Linked DNA regions of Sus scrofa: all the other regions are linked to region 2. The links are chromatin contacts, called in public HiChIP or PLAC-seq and promoter capture Hi-C maps. All regions are on one chromosome and are shown on one strand. Each heading gives the region's core, a stretch centred on a gene start, on an enhancer-like site or on the middle of the called end of the contact. The rest is flanking DNA. Distances are from core to core; before and after follow the strand shown.

The links. Promoter capture Hi-C pulls out the DNA fragments that hold promoters and counts their contacts. HiChIP or PLAC-seq counts read pairs in DNA pulled down with a chosen protein or histone mark.
Region 1: a promoter capture Hi-C map of liver shows a contact between it and region 2, with 9 times the contacts expected there. The contact joins two enhancer-like sites. A contact is called at or near these places in 2 of 5 promoter capture datasets (fetal liver and liver), 8 of 47 Hi-C or Micro-C datasets (alveolar macrophages, embryonic fibroblasts, fetal heart ventricle and 2 more) and 2 of 2 datasets of contacts at active chromatin or transcription factors (alveolar macrophages and skeletal muscle).
Region 3: a contact with region 2 is called in an H3K27ac HiChIP or PLAC-seq map of skeletal muscle. The contact joins two enhancer-like sites. A contact is called at or near these places in 4 of 5 promoter capture datasets (fetal liver, fetal skeletal muscle and liver), 21 of 47 Hi-C or Micro-C datasets (alveolar macrophages, brain, embryonic fibroblasts and 9 more) and 2 of 2 datasets of contacts at active chromatin or transcription factors (alveolar macrophages and skeletal muscle).

What each region holds. Positions count from the first base shown.
Region 1 is chr14:56,318,781-56,322,809 of Sscrofa11.1, forward strand. No RefSeq gene overlaps it. Among named protein-coding and RNA genes, the nearest start is that of TOMM20, 210 kb to the left of the region's middle. Within about 2 kb of position 1,906, at least 25 of the 83 cell types and tissues checked have an H3K27ac peak or open chromatin away from gene starts, as enhancers often do. A contact at or near this core is called in fetal liver and liver, where this site is marked.
Region 2 is chr14:56,248,671-56,252,726 of Sscrofa11.1, forward strand. No RefSeq gene overlaps it. Among named protein-coding and RNA genes, the nearest start is that of TOMM20, 140 kb to the left of the region's middle. Within about 2 kb of position 1,856, at least 69 of the 83 cell types and tissues checked have an H3K27ac peak or open chromatin away from gene starts, as enhancers often do. A contact at or near this core is called in alveolar macrophages, fetal liver, fetal skeletal muscle and 4 more, where this site is marked.
Region 3 is chr14:56,153,095-56,157,439 of Sscrofa11.1, forward strand. No RefSeq gene overlaps it. Among named protein-coding and RNA genes, the nearest start is that of TOMM20, 42 kb to the left of the region's middle. Within about 2 kb of position 2,142, at least 54 of the 83 cell types and tissues checked have an H3K27ac peak or open chromatin away from gene starts, as enhancers often do. A contact at or near this core is called in alveolar macrophages, fetal liver, fetal skeletal muscle and 4 more, where this site is marked.

The DNA of each region.
Region 1 (4,029 bases), core at 656-3,155, 70 kb after region 2:
AGGCCAAGTGAAAGAGCAGCATTTCTTGCCCTCTCTGAACTTAGTCTCACCATCTGTAAGTTGGGACCAGTGCTCGTTTCCATCTCTTGGGCACCTATGGGTAGAAGTCACATAATTATAAACCGCTGTCAACGTGAAGTGCTCTGGAAGGCAAGTGTTCCCTTTCCAACCCCATAAGAAAAGCCACAGAATTCCTGGCTGAGGAGGGAAAAGAAAAGTCAGAACCCCAGCAATTCAACTACCTGGGGCGTCCCAAGCCATCTTTCAAGATTCTCCTGTCGTGGTGTGATAACAGCCGAGAAGGAGGAGTCTCCACCTGCTGGGCGCAGAGTGACCTTGGCCCTCCTGTGCCCCTCCTCCCACCCAAGCTGCTTTGAGGCCTGGGGAGCCGCAGCCAGGACCGCTCTGGGGGGTGGGGGGTGGGTGGATGGAGCTGGACAGGGAGGGACTGAGGAGGGGGAGGAGAGGATTCCACAAGGGCCACAAAACAGGGTCGTGTCTCCGTCCTGGGGAGGCTGCTGAGCCCACCTGGGCCCAGAGCCCTCTGCTCTTCCTTCCGTTATCCTGAAAGCCATGTCCCCTGGTGCGGCAGGGAAGGGGGATGATGTCTGCACTATGGGATGTCTCAAGGGGCTGGACCACCTGGAAATGACCTCAGCGCCGAGGAAATCCAGGGGGCTGGATGGCAGGTCCGTGGAAGCATCACTTGGCCTGGAGGTACGGTGACCACGTATTTCTTGCACGCAAAGAAAGGAGGTGCTACTAATAATGACTCTGAGTACCAGGAACAAAGAGAAACCCTCTGGATAAAGGGACACGTGGTCACCCACCTAGAGGTCCTGACCCCGTGGGCTTTCCCATGGAAAGGCGGCCCGCCACTAACTCCCCAAGGGTTAGAGGAAGAGCCGCCATGTTTCTGCCTGAGGACAGGCTGGCCAGCGGGGGTGTCCTGCGAAAAGAACAACAGAAGGTGACTCACCCCATGAGGGTGGCCCTTCCTGAACATCTGGTTTGGAGACCCCATCATAATACCTCACTTTTGCCCAGGAGTTCCTACTTTCAAAAACATTTTCACAAGATCCACAATTTGATGGGAAAAGCCCACCCCACCGTGCAAAGGTGGCTGGGTGGCTGGGTGGCTTAGCCCGGGGCGGGATGTGGGATGGGACTTAAGGAGCAGGTGGACGCAGAGCTATTGGCCTGTCAGTAATGAAATCATTTCCCAGTCTCTCCCTGACGCTGCCCACCCCATGGTGGCCAAGGTCTGAGTGTCTTATGATGCATTTGCCTTGGGCTGATAAACTTTAAGAGAGTGCAGAAAATCAGCACACAGCTCCCTGCTATGTGTGGAGCAGAGGAGCCCCTCCTGTGGGAAGAAGGCAGGTGGAAGCTTCTGGATGTGGCCTCCACGGGCCAGGCCTCTTGATGTCCTCGTGGGCCTGTCACCAGGAAGAGCCCAGTGAGTGGTGGCAGCTAGATGAAGGATGCATCAAATTACAGAGCCCCTTGAGAAGACGGACCTGCAAACCCAGCCGGTCCCGGGAAGAGTAGTCGATCAGAGCAGACAGGGGTCTTAAAGACTACAGCCTCCAACTCCCTTATCTGAAAGGCGAGGAAAGGGGGCATCTGGAGGAGGCGGAGGCCAACTGTGCCTCCTTCATGCCCAGTGTCTGACTTACTCACATCTCCGTTAATCTGCAAAGACCTCTGAGATGGGGAACGTTAGCTGTGGTGAGCTCTGTCGCCCAGACTAGCAAGTGGGGAGGCAGGATTTGAACTCAGGCACAGCCTGACAGCCGTGCTCTTTGTACCATGTGGCTGGGCCTTCCCCTGAAGCCCTCTGTCTGGAAGAGGTCAGGCCAAGCTGAAGGTACCCTGACCACCCCACCACCACCCCGTCTAGGATTCTTTTTAGGTCAACTCTCACTGTAAATATTTTCTCTTTCATTTTGCAACCCTCAGCAGTTACATACCAGGGCTGCAGAGCAAAGATAAGCTTGGAAGTGAGGAACCTCCCGCCTTGCCCACGTGAACCCTGGCAGTTTCTGAAAGACTCTCAGGCTGTCAAGTGCCATTACCCCCAGAGGTGAAAACTCAGGCTACTCTGGGGAGATGGCCAGGCTTCCTTGTTCAGCGATCTCAGAAAAACCAGGTTGGCCCCAATCCTGAGAGCCCACACCACCCCAGCAGAGGCCCCCTGGCTGGGGCGGGGTTGCATGGATAGGACAGCAGAGCCAGATTTAGCCACACTTCCCTCCAGAGACAGAGTCAGGCAGGGTGGGATCCAGCTCTGGGGTGGGAGGAGTGGTGGGGACAAGGCAGGTGGATGTGCCACTGAGCGGATGACCTCAAGTCTCCCTCTTGTGTGATCACCTCTGATCTGCTTTCTCTGGAGATGCTGGAAAATCCAGAGGAGGGGGAGCAATGGGAGCTATATTTCCAAGAAGACCAAGGGGTCCCCCAAAGGGAAACAACTGTATCTCATGTGATAGAGCCTGGGTCCACCAGGACAAGCAATTGTACAAGCAGTGACAGGTGCAGGGGACTGTCCTTGAGGCAAGGGTCAGCACACTCAGTGTGGGCCCTCCCCCTTGGTCTGCATTCAGGGCCAAGTATTTGTGGAGTCTTTTGCCCTTTATTTCTTGGCCTAGCTTGAGGAAGAGGCCAACATAGGTGGGTCTCTTCACCCACACCAGGCTGATGTTTGGAGCTCTAATCTGAATCCGGTTCCTGAGATCCCCCCAGACCCTCTTCCTTCAGGATCGCTGCTGGGTGCCACCCGCCCCCCCCCCCCCCCCCGTCCCAGAAATGACACTCCTGTCCATTTCTATCTGTGACATCCTGCTCGCCAGTCTCGGCTCAGCTGAAAGTGCCTCTCTTGCCACATGCTCCCTTATTTTCATTTTTAACCTTTCTAAATGATGAACATTTCAAAACTCCCCAGAGCAGAGTGCGATTACCTTTCTCTCTCTGATTTTTTAATATTTTATTTTATTTTATTTTTTTGTCTTTTTAGGGCTTCACACGTGGCATATGGAGGTTCCCAGGCTAGGGGCCTACACCACAGCCTGAGCAACACCAGATCCGAGCCGCATCTATGACCTACACCACAGCTCATGGCAATGCCGGATCCTTAACCCACCGAGCGAGGCCAGGGATTGAACCTGTGTCCTCATAGAAGCTGGTCAGATTCATTTCCACTGAACCATGACCAGAACTCCCCTCACTCTGATTTTTTTAAAAGCCTCGTGTCATTTCCCTCTACATGCTGGATTGGACACCTCTAAAAAAGATGGGCCTTTCAGATGTAATGATATCACCGTTATAGACCTAAGAATTACCAATAACTCCTTGCTCTCACTCAACACCCAATTCAGATGGAAATTTCTCCAATTGTCCCAACTTTTTCTAAGTGTAGATTCTTTTGAGTCAAGTCTACTCTTTGAGTTGGTGGAGTTTTTGAAGGAATGGAGCCAGTTGTTCAGCAGAGCTTCCTGGGCATGGCTTCTGCCTCCTCTCGTCCACTCACGCTCCCCTTACAGCTCTTAGTATGGGTGACCCCACCTGTGCCCACAGCTGAACCAGGCTCTTTGCCCCGTTTCCATCATGAGCTTTCTGAGGGCAGGTATGACATGTCTTCTCATCTTGGTGTTCCTTGTGGTGGGTCCCATCGTAGCACAGTGTGTATTTTAAGTGGCCTATTGACTCTCAAAAACATCACTGTATTGGAGGAATCAGGGACTGAATTTTTTTTTTTCTTTACCACTTAAAACTTGGAGTCTTGAGATTTTGAAACCTCCCCCGCCCCCATGACTGGGAGTGATGGGTTGGATCCACAGGTATTTGTAGGCAGAGCAGAGGGTTGACCAGATGACCTTTGGGACCCAGGATGACTATAATTCTGGCTGCTGCCACATATTGACTTTGGCCTCTAACTTTGTTCTGGGATTTATCAATATTCTCGTGGTTAAATTCCACAGGCTGGCATCATCTGAGGAGGCAAACTAGGACATGCTTTCTTGCCACCAC
Region 2 (4,056 bases), core at 606-3,105:
AAATTTTTTAATGGAATGTCAATGGGTGGGTGGCAGGAATCCAATCTGTTGGGGTGGGGAGTGGGGGCTAGGGTGCCTGAGGAGTGAGAAGGACACTCAAGTGGACAGTCACTTTGCTCTGTCTTGGTGACCAAAAGTTCCTCCTCCAAGGGCCCTCCCAGCAGCTCCAACTCACCTCCCTCAGAATACTGTCCCCGAGATTTCAAATTTGCCCTCGCAGGACGGCATTATCAAGTGCCTGTGACTCCAGGACTCTAAGGCCTGTCTGGAAGAAAAAAGAAGCAACCTGTAGGCCCATGTGGAGATCGTGAAGGAGGGAAACTTCCCCTGAAGTGGCCCAAAGTGAAGGTGTGGTTCCCAGAGTGGAAATGTGAAGTGGAGAAAAGGACCCTTGTGACGTCGCTGAATGGAGAACTTGCTTGTGCGTCATCAACTAGAATGTCTAGGATAATCACGCCGATTGGGAGAAACCTCTGTTCCTTGCTCCTCTCTCAAAGCTGAGAGAGACCTGGGGAGAGAGGCCCCTGGGCATCACTTCTGCCTACCTGGATCCCTTAATATCCCAGGAGGCGGGAGGATGCTTCCCTGAGAGCCCAGAGGTCACCCAGCAAGGTTAGGGCCAGAAGTGTTCCCAGGGGGAGTGCCATCGTGTCTCAGAGACTTCCTTGGAAGCTATGCTTCTGCTGGCAAGAAGCAGCAGCCGAGCCATCAGAGGCAGGCAGGACTTTGCTGCCTGGAGATCAGATCTCAGTCCTCCCTTGAGGGTCTCCACGGTCAAGTCAGCAGGAGAGCAGGTGCCCTCTCTCTCGGCAGTGGCAGAAACTACAGTGGAGGTGAGACCAGACTGGCAGGGCCGCCAAAGAGCCCACGTGGATGGACCGCCCTTGAAGATCTGTGTGGGCTGTATCTGCTTCAAGTCTGCCTGAAACCCGGGGGTCCAGGAGTCTCTTCCTTATGCCCCAAGGAGCTGACAGACTCTCCAGATGGTTCCCACCTAGGGAGGGTGCCGCGAGGACTAGGCAGTGCTGCTTTATGCACTTGCCATATCCGCTTCACGGATCTGTTTAATCCATCAACTAATGTCGTTAGTGTCACCTGTCATTATGTCGGGCTCCTAGTTTACACTTTAGAAGTCCATTCTCCTTCAAACCAAATGGTTCTTTCTGGCAGACCTGCCCCACCCTATCCTCCTCACCTCCCAGGAAGTCTGGGCTCTTTTTTGCTTTGTGTTCCAAACAAATTCATGCCTCTTACTCATTCCCTTGCTCATTCACCCCTCCTCTCAAAACTTACACTAAAGAGATCTGTGTGCTGGGCCTGTGCCCTTACCAAAGTGCTGTCACCTGCTTATGACACTCCCATGCACCCCCCCCCCCATTACACACAGGAAGGTTTCTTTAGTCTTTCAGTTTCCACGTCTTAATTTCTGAATAGATTCAGATGACCTCCGCTTTTTTTGTGTGCATGTATTTTTTCAACACCAATACATTCTTCATAGGAACTCAATGCCTGCAGAGAGCAGTTCGGAGGCTCTGTTTAGAAAGCACTCCCTGTTCTGAGGTCCTCTGAGGCCCTGGCTGTGCAGATCTGAGAAGGTATGAAGGAGGAGCCACCACGTGCCAGAGGTAGAAAACCAGCGGCCCCACCTTCCCCGCGCACCCCGGGTCTGCTCCCTACCCCATCCTGCCTGCTTCCTGATGTGAAATCTGGGACAGATTTCTGCTTTTAAAGAGCTGCCTGGACAAAGAAGGCGAGTCGGGTTACTCTAGAAACCAAGCAGTCTCGCTGAGGCTACATGACAATTAAGAGCCACGTAGGGAACCGCCTGCTCTAACCAACACTCACCACGTGACTGCGGGAGCACCCGGCATGGAGTGTCCACCGCAGCCCCTGTTGAAACAATGGGGCCCACGAAAGCAATTTAAAGGGGCAATAGAAAGATAGCAGGATCAGGCTACAGCTGCTTACCTAGCCTTGGGATGCTTTTTCAAGAGAGTTCTGTGTCAACATCGGGGCAGCTGTTGCTGCCTTCGGTGAGGAGAGGAGAAACAACTGGGTGGGCAGAGGTCTGGGGGTGGGGGGGAATCATGGCACAGCAGCCCGGGCAGGGCCCCCGGATGCAGGAACAGGGCGCCGCAGCCTGCTCTCCAGGATTCTATTTCAGGCGGACTGGAGGCAAGAATGTGTTCTTTGCCACAGGAAGAATGTTCCCTCAGACAGAACTGCTAATCGGGCGAGATGAAAAGAGGAATGTACAGCCGGCGGTGGTGACCGCTGCCTTTCCAGCAGCCTTTCCCCTCCTTTCCCGAGTCACATGGAGTTTTGGCTGGCTAATTGAGACGGTGGCTGAGTCTCCACCCCCCACCCCACGCCATAGCCTTCATTTTTGAAAATGTAGGAATTTTCGGAGCTCTGTTGCACAACACTGAGCGATTTTCCAGAGCTACCCTCTGTCATCTGTCTCCTTGACATAAAGAGGGAAGGCGGAGGGAGGAAAAAGGCGAGGGGGTGGACGGGCAAAGGAGACAGAGGAAGGAAAGGAGGGGGAGAGTGGGGGAGAGAAACATCTTGCTGACGTCAAAGAAGACCACACTCCACAGGATAACATTACTTAGTACCTCGACCGCCCACTCCCTCTAATTTACTAGAAACCAAACGGCCTGTTTGGAAACCTGTAGCCTGCAGTCTGTTATTTTGTTTTGTTTTGTTTTGCTATTCTCCCTGGACCAAGAAGGCCATTAATTGCTGGCAGTTTGAAAGCTACCTGATTTCCTGAAACAGAGGGGATTTCCATGAGTAATAATTCAGCCCGCGCTGGAGCAGGGCGCTGGGGCCCGAGTAAATTGATCCAGCTGCTTGCAGGCTGATGGAAAAGTGCCCGCGGGAGGGGACCGCAGCTGCAGCTGGGGCCCGCGGCGGGCGCGGTCACGTGGCCCCGCCCGCCCCGCCCCCGGAACCGCCCCCCCCGCCCCCGGGCGCCCGCGCCCCACGTGTGCCGCCTGCTCTGCCCGCAGGCCACCGCCTTGCACCGCGCGCTGGCTTCTGAGGGTGAAGGCAATTCCCCGGCCCCTGTGGCAACCTCTTTCTTGGGAAATGCACAACACCAGGATGATGGGGGCGGCCCTGTTTCCTAAGCTCCCTCCAGAGAGTCACCCTTTTTAGTACGTTGGCTGGGTTGATTGTGCTTCCCAGAAGCCTCCCACAGTTCTGTTGTCTGGACAGCCAGGGCCTATTTACAAATAAAATCGGAGCTGGCAGAGGTAACCTGTATGTAACTTGAGGCTAAAGAAATACCATTTCCGCTACCCAGATGGTAGAGTTCAATCTGTTTTCTGGCCAAGGCCGCACAAGTTAATTTTTATCCTAGTAAAAAATAATAAACACGGCATTAGCAACTAAATGTTTATCAATTTGCAGTTCATTTCCAGCCAGATCATTTCACTCCTGCACGTTTTTACTGTTAGCTGATGCACTGGAGTGCTTTTCATGAAACCATATGTGACTATTTAAGTCCTAGCCTCTGTAGCCTTTCTACGGTGCTTTTCATCTTAATTGGATAATATTTGGCCATTTCAGCTATGGTCCTCAAATATCACATTTTAATGATAAAGAAACTGCAGTAAAGAAAGGTTAAATGACTTGCTAGGGATCACCCCACAGTTAAACAATGATGCTAGGCCAGGATCCTCTGGATGGGAAGATGTCTTAGCAAATGGGAAAAGCAAGGAAAGCACAGGAAGAGGATGATGGAAGCTTGAGAACATCCAGCTGCCCATCCAGCCAAGCCTTTCTGCAGATGCCTCGGCTGGTATTACTGTCTTAGGGGAATTAGCAAGACCATTTGGTGGTGTCACCAGACTTATAGCCAGAAAGGGTGATTCAGCGGCAACGAAATGGAGCGCTGGCTAAACTGAATCATGCTGGCTCTGACCCTCATCCGAACCTCCTAGTTCCCCTTCATTTGAATACATGATAGAAATCTTGATATTGCCACATGGTTCAGAGTGGATCTAAAGTGGGAGAGGGAGAGAAGAAAGAGCTGGCAGAGGCAAGGGC
Region 3 (4,345 bases), core at 892-3,391, 95 kb before region 2:
AAAAAAAAAAAAAAAAAAAAAAGAACCACTTGTGGAGTTCCAAGGTGAAATGATTTCTTTTCTTTTTCTTTTTAGGGCCACACCTGCAGCACGTGAAAGGTCCCAGGCTAGGGGTTGAACAGGAGCTGTAGCCACCAACCTATGCCACAGCCACAGCAACATGGCGTCCAAGCCACATCTGCCACCTACATCACAGCTCACCACAACGTGGATCCTTAACCCACTGAGCGAGCCTAGGGATTGAACTCGCATCCTCATGGACACTGTGTGTTGCGTTCTTAATCTGTCGAGCCACAATGGGAACTCCAAAATACATTTCTTTTTCTTTTTTTTTTCCTTTTGGCCCTCCTGTGGCATATGGAGTTCCGGGCCAGGGATCACATCTGAGCCACAGTTTCGACCTAAGCCGCAGCTGAGACACTGTCAGATCTCTAACCCACTGTGCCGGGCCGGGGATGGAACCTGCGTCCCAACGCCCCCAAGACGCCGCCAATTCAGTTGTGCAACAGTGTAAACTCCTCCGTTGGCATTATTATGGGTTTACTTGAGGCACTATCTTCCCCAGTTTTTTGTAGACCCTTCCAGGGAGACGTATTTGGCTGCCGGGAGAGGCCGGCCGCTGTCAATCAACAGGGCGCCCTTTGCAAAGCCAGGATGCCTCCCCTCGCGGGGTCAGCTGGGGCTGTCCAGAGACTCTGCCTTGCACCTGCTCGCATGGCCACTAGATGGCACTGTTAGAACTGGAGAAAAGAGGCTGCTTCCCCTGAAACCGTTTTCCCCGTTCTAATCCTCTCCAAACTGTCATTTCCACCCATCTCCTTCCAAACAGAACAGAACGGAATCCTTTCATAGCCTGTTCCAGGGGCTATGCCCCCCACCCCGTCCATTCCTGGCTGCGTGCAAAAAGATTAGTGGCCCCCTCTGCCCTCTTTCCTGCCTTCATGCTGCCAATCCTTGCATCCTATTTTCGTATCTTTATCATTCTGTGTGTTGTGGGGGCCTCTAGGGTTCGGGGCAAATTATGGGAGGAGAAAGGGCAGTGAAAAACTTCTAAGGAAATGGGGACCTAAGAGAGAAAGCAGAAGTGCCTGCATTCCTTCTGGCCGCATGACTTGTGTTCCAGAAGAAAGAAGAAACCAGTGCTGCGTGCAAGGAGGCTGCGTGGAGAGGGGTCACTGGAGGTGGGGGCGGGGGGGGGGAAGGGAGGAATGTGCAGAGCGCAGGAAACGGGCTCCCGGGTGGCGGAATCTTGGCATCAGTTTGCGTGGCTTAAAGGCTTTCTGTTCTTGGCTTCCCAGCTGCCGCTGCGTCAAATCCCCCTGTACCGGGTCAAGGGTGGGAGGGGGCGTGGTCCTGGACGACACTCGCTTCATCCGCTGCTTTTGGCCTCTGGTTTTCAGCTCTGGCTGCCTCTTTCTCTGCTTGGGAGATGTGAATGCAGGGCAGACTAGAACATCAGGAGCTGGAGAGCTGAAAGCACAGCCGCCCGCCTCCCTTACACCCCGACCTCAGATTCCCCAGGCTGCCCACCACTGCCGCAGCTCCTTCTTCCAAAGGCAGGAGAAAAACGGCACCTCTTGGGAGGAATGCCCTGTGAGAAAAGCATTTTCCTGGGAGCTCCCATTGTGGCTCAGTGGGTTAAGAACCGGTTAGTATCCATGAGGATGCAGGTTCAATCCTTGGCCTCCATCAGTGGGTTAAAGATCTGGCATTGCTGTGAGCTGTGGTGTAGGTCACAGATGTGGCTCCAATCCTGAGTTGTTGTAGCTGTGGCATAGGCCGGCCGCCAAAGCTCTGATTCAACCCCTAGCCCAGAAACTTCCATGTGCTGCAGGTGCGGTCCGAAAAAAGAAAAAAAGAAAAAGAAAATAAAAAGGAAAGCATTTTCCCCTAACAATGGCCAGGAAATACTGTCTTAACTGATATTCTCTAGGATGAGGATGTGTGCTGCCCTCTTGGCAGAGCCATTTGAAGGTTTATTCAACCACTCAAACGCCCAGGAGACACAGTTCCCAACCTCCCAGAGGCCCACACAACACACACACACACACACACACACACACACACACACCACACACGCACGGGGTTGGCCAACCCTGACTTTGAATGGGGACTGGGCCAGCTCGCCCAGCCCGCCTGCAGGCAGGAGGTCACTCTGCTGACTCAGGCCCAGGCTGGGGCAGGTGCCTGCCTTCAACCCTTGAGTTACATCAGGCTTTTCATCTTCAAAGGGCCTTCCCCGGATTAACCCATTAGTCACCCCCAGGAAAGCCACGGAGCAGGTTATTCTCATCCTCATTAAGGCCGTGGTGGGGTGGGGGGAGGCGTGAGGCCCCGCCCCAGGCCAGGGAGAGCTTGGCGTTGGGTGCAGGGGGGCAGCGTCCCTGGGCGACGTCTCTGCTCGGTCAGGAGGCTGGAGCTCCTGACCAGGCAGCAGCAGGCAGAGCCATGGAGGGGCGAGGGGAGGAGGTTGGAGAGTCTCGGAGATGCAGGCACTTTGACACAGGCTCACCCACTGCGGCTCCACCATCTGCTCCAAGCAGTTCAGAACCCGATGATGTTGATGGGACTCCAACAACCCTACCTTCCAAGCCATCCAGGGATTCGAGAAAGGCGCCTTGGAACACTTCCTGCGTCTGCAGGAGGAGTTCCAATGAATAAAAATGATAAAGTACTGGTCACTAAAGCACCTTGCAGATCAAAAGTGTGATGTGGATGCTGAGAAGGGCGAGGCCCCACATCCCTCCAGGTCATGCTGTGCCGTGGGTTTGTCTTCCTGCTGGGGGAACGATGCAGAAGGTTAGAGAGTTTTAGGAGGTAAGTCTGTGCCCTGGTGACAGAATGAGGAGCAGAAGCACCTTCTGGAAGCCAGACAGCAGAGCAATCCTCTCAGTCAACCTTGTCTGCAGCTGCTTCTTATAAATTTGGCATAAATATGTGCTTGGGAACGCCAGGGCGGCGTATCTGGAAAATATTTTCTACCATTCGAAAACACACACACACACACACACACACACACACACACACACACACGCCTGGAAAGGAAAAAAAACCATAACAGAAATTGTGCATAATACAGAGTGGCTTCACTTGTGGTTTTTTTCCATTACTTCCTCAGTTCATTTTTCTGCTGCCAATTTTAGAAGGCCATAAGTCACAGTTGTTGTTAAACTTTGTCAGTTAAAATGTAACTCTAAGAACAAGTCATGAGACGTTGGAGCCAAGTGGCTTTTTGGAGAGCAGGGCTGGTGGGAGGCAGCCTGTCTCCGCTTCTCAGGTCTTCTGTGCTGTGTGTTAACAGTCGTGCCCATAAGGCAGTCCTGGCCCCCTCGGGCCCAAGTTCTGTCACCGCTCCCAAGGGCCACCTATCAGAGGAAATGAGGCTTTTCAGCGTTGGCTCTGTGTGACTCAGGGACACAATGCCCCCACACCAGTGCACCGCTTTTCTTTCTCTTAGAAGGGACTGGAGTCACTTTTCTCATACACGTCCACCCAGCAGAACCAGAAATCAGGAGGCAGGGAGTTCCTGTTGTGGCTCAGTGGTAATGAACCCGACTAGGATCCATGAGAATGTGGGTTTGATCCCTGGCCTCGCTCAGTGGGTTAAGGATCCGGCATTGCCCTGAACTGCGGTGTAGGTTGCAGACGTGGCTCAGATCCCATGTTGCTGTGGCTGTGGTGTAGGCTGGTGGCTACAGCTCCGATTCGACCCCTAGCCTGGGAACCTCCATATGCCATGGGTGCAGTTCTAAAGAGAAAAAAAAAAGAAAGAAGAAATAAGGAGGCAAAGAGAAGGGCCTGGTTGGCTGAGGCCAGGACTGCCCAGTGCCCTCACATCTCCTTGGAGGAGCTGCAGAGTCTGGGGTGGGTACCTCTGTGCCATAGGCAGCTGGACTGTGCCGGGCTGGGAGCCTTCGAGGGCAGGACCCTGAGCTTCCCCAGCAGTGCTGGCAGTGAAGGCAAGGCCAGGGAGGCAATAGCGCTTACAGAGACTTGTGCGTAAAAGTGGAATAAAAGACAAAACCCCAGATGAGCCTTCAGTGAGGTGAGGCAGCGGGAAGGGCTCCAGCTTCACACGGTCCCCATCTTTTGTGTCTCCTTCTGCCCCTCTTGCTTTTCCTCAGTCCCTCTGTCACAGAAGCCACCTTGTGGTCTCAGAGCAGGGGAAGCCAGGACGTGTGTGTGTGTGTGCGGTGGGGGGGGGGCTTTCTCAGCAGCCTGGCCACTAAACCTTGAGCCTGAGGCCCCTAAACCCCTCGTGAGGACACCAGGATCGGGACCATTGCTCTGAAAAACCAGATCACTGATTTAAGCCTGGAGCCCAGCAGGGACGTTATGGGTTGGA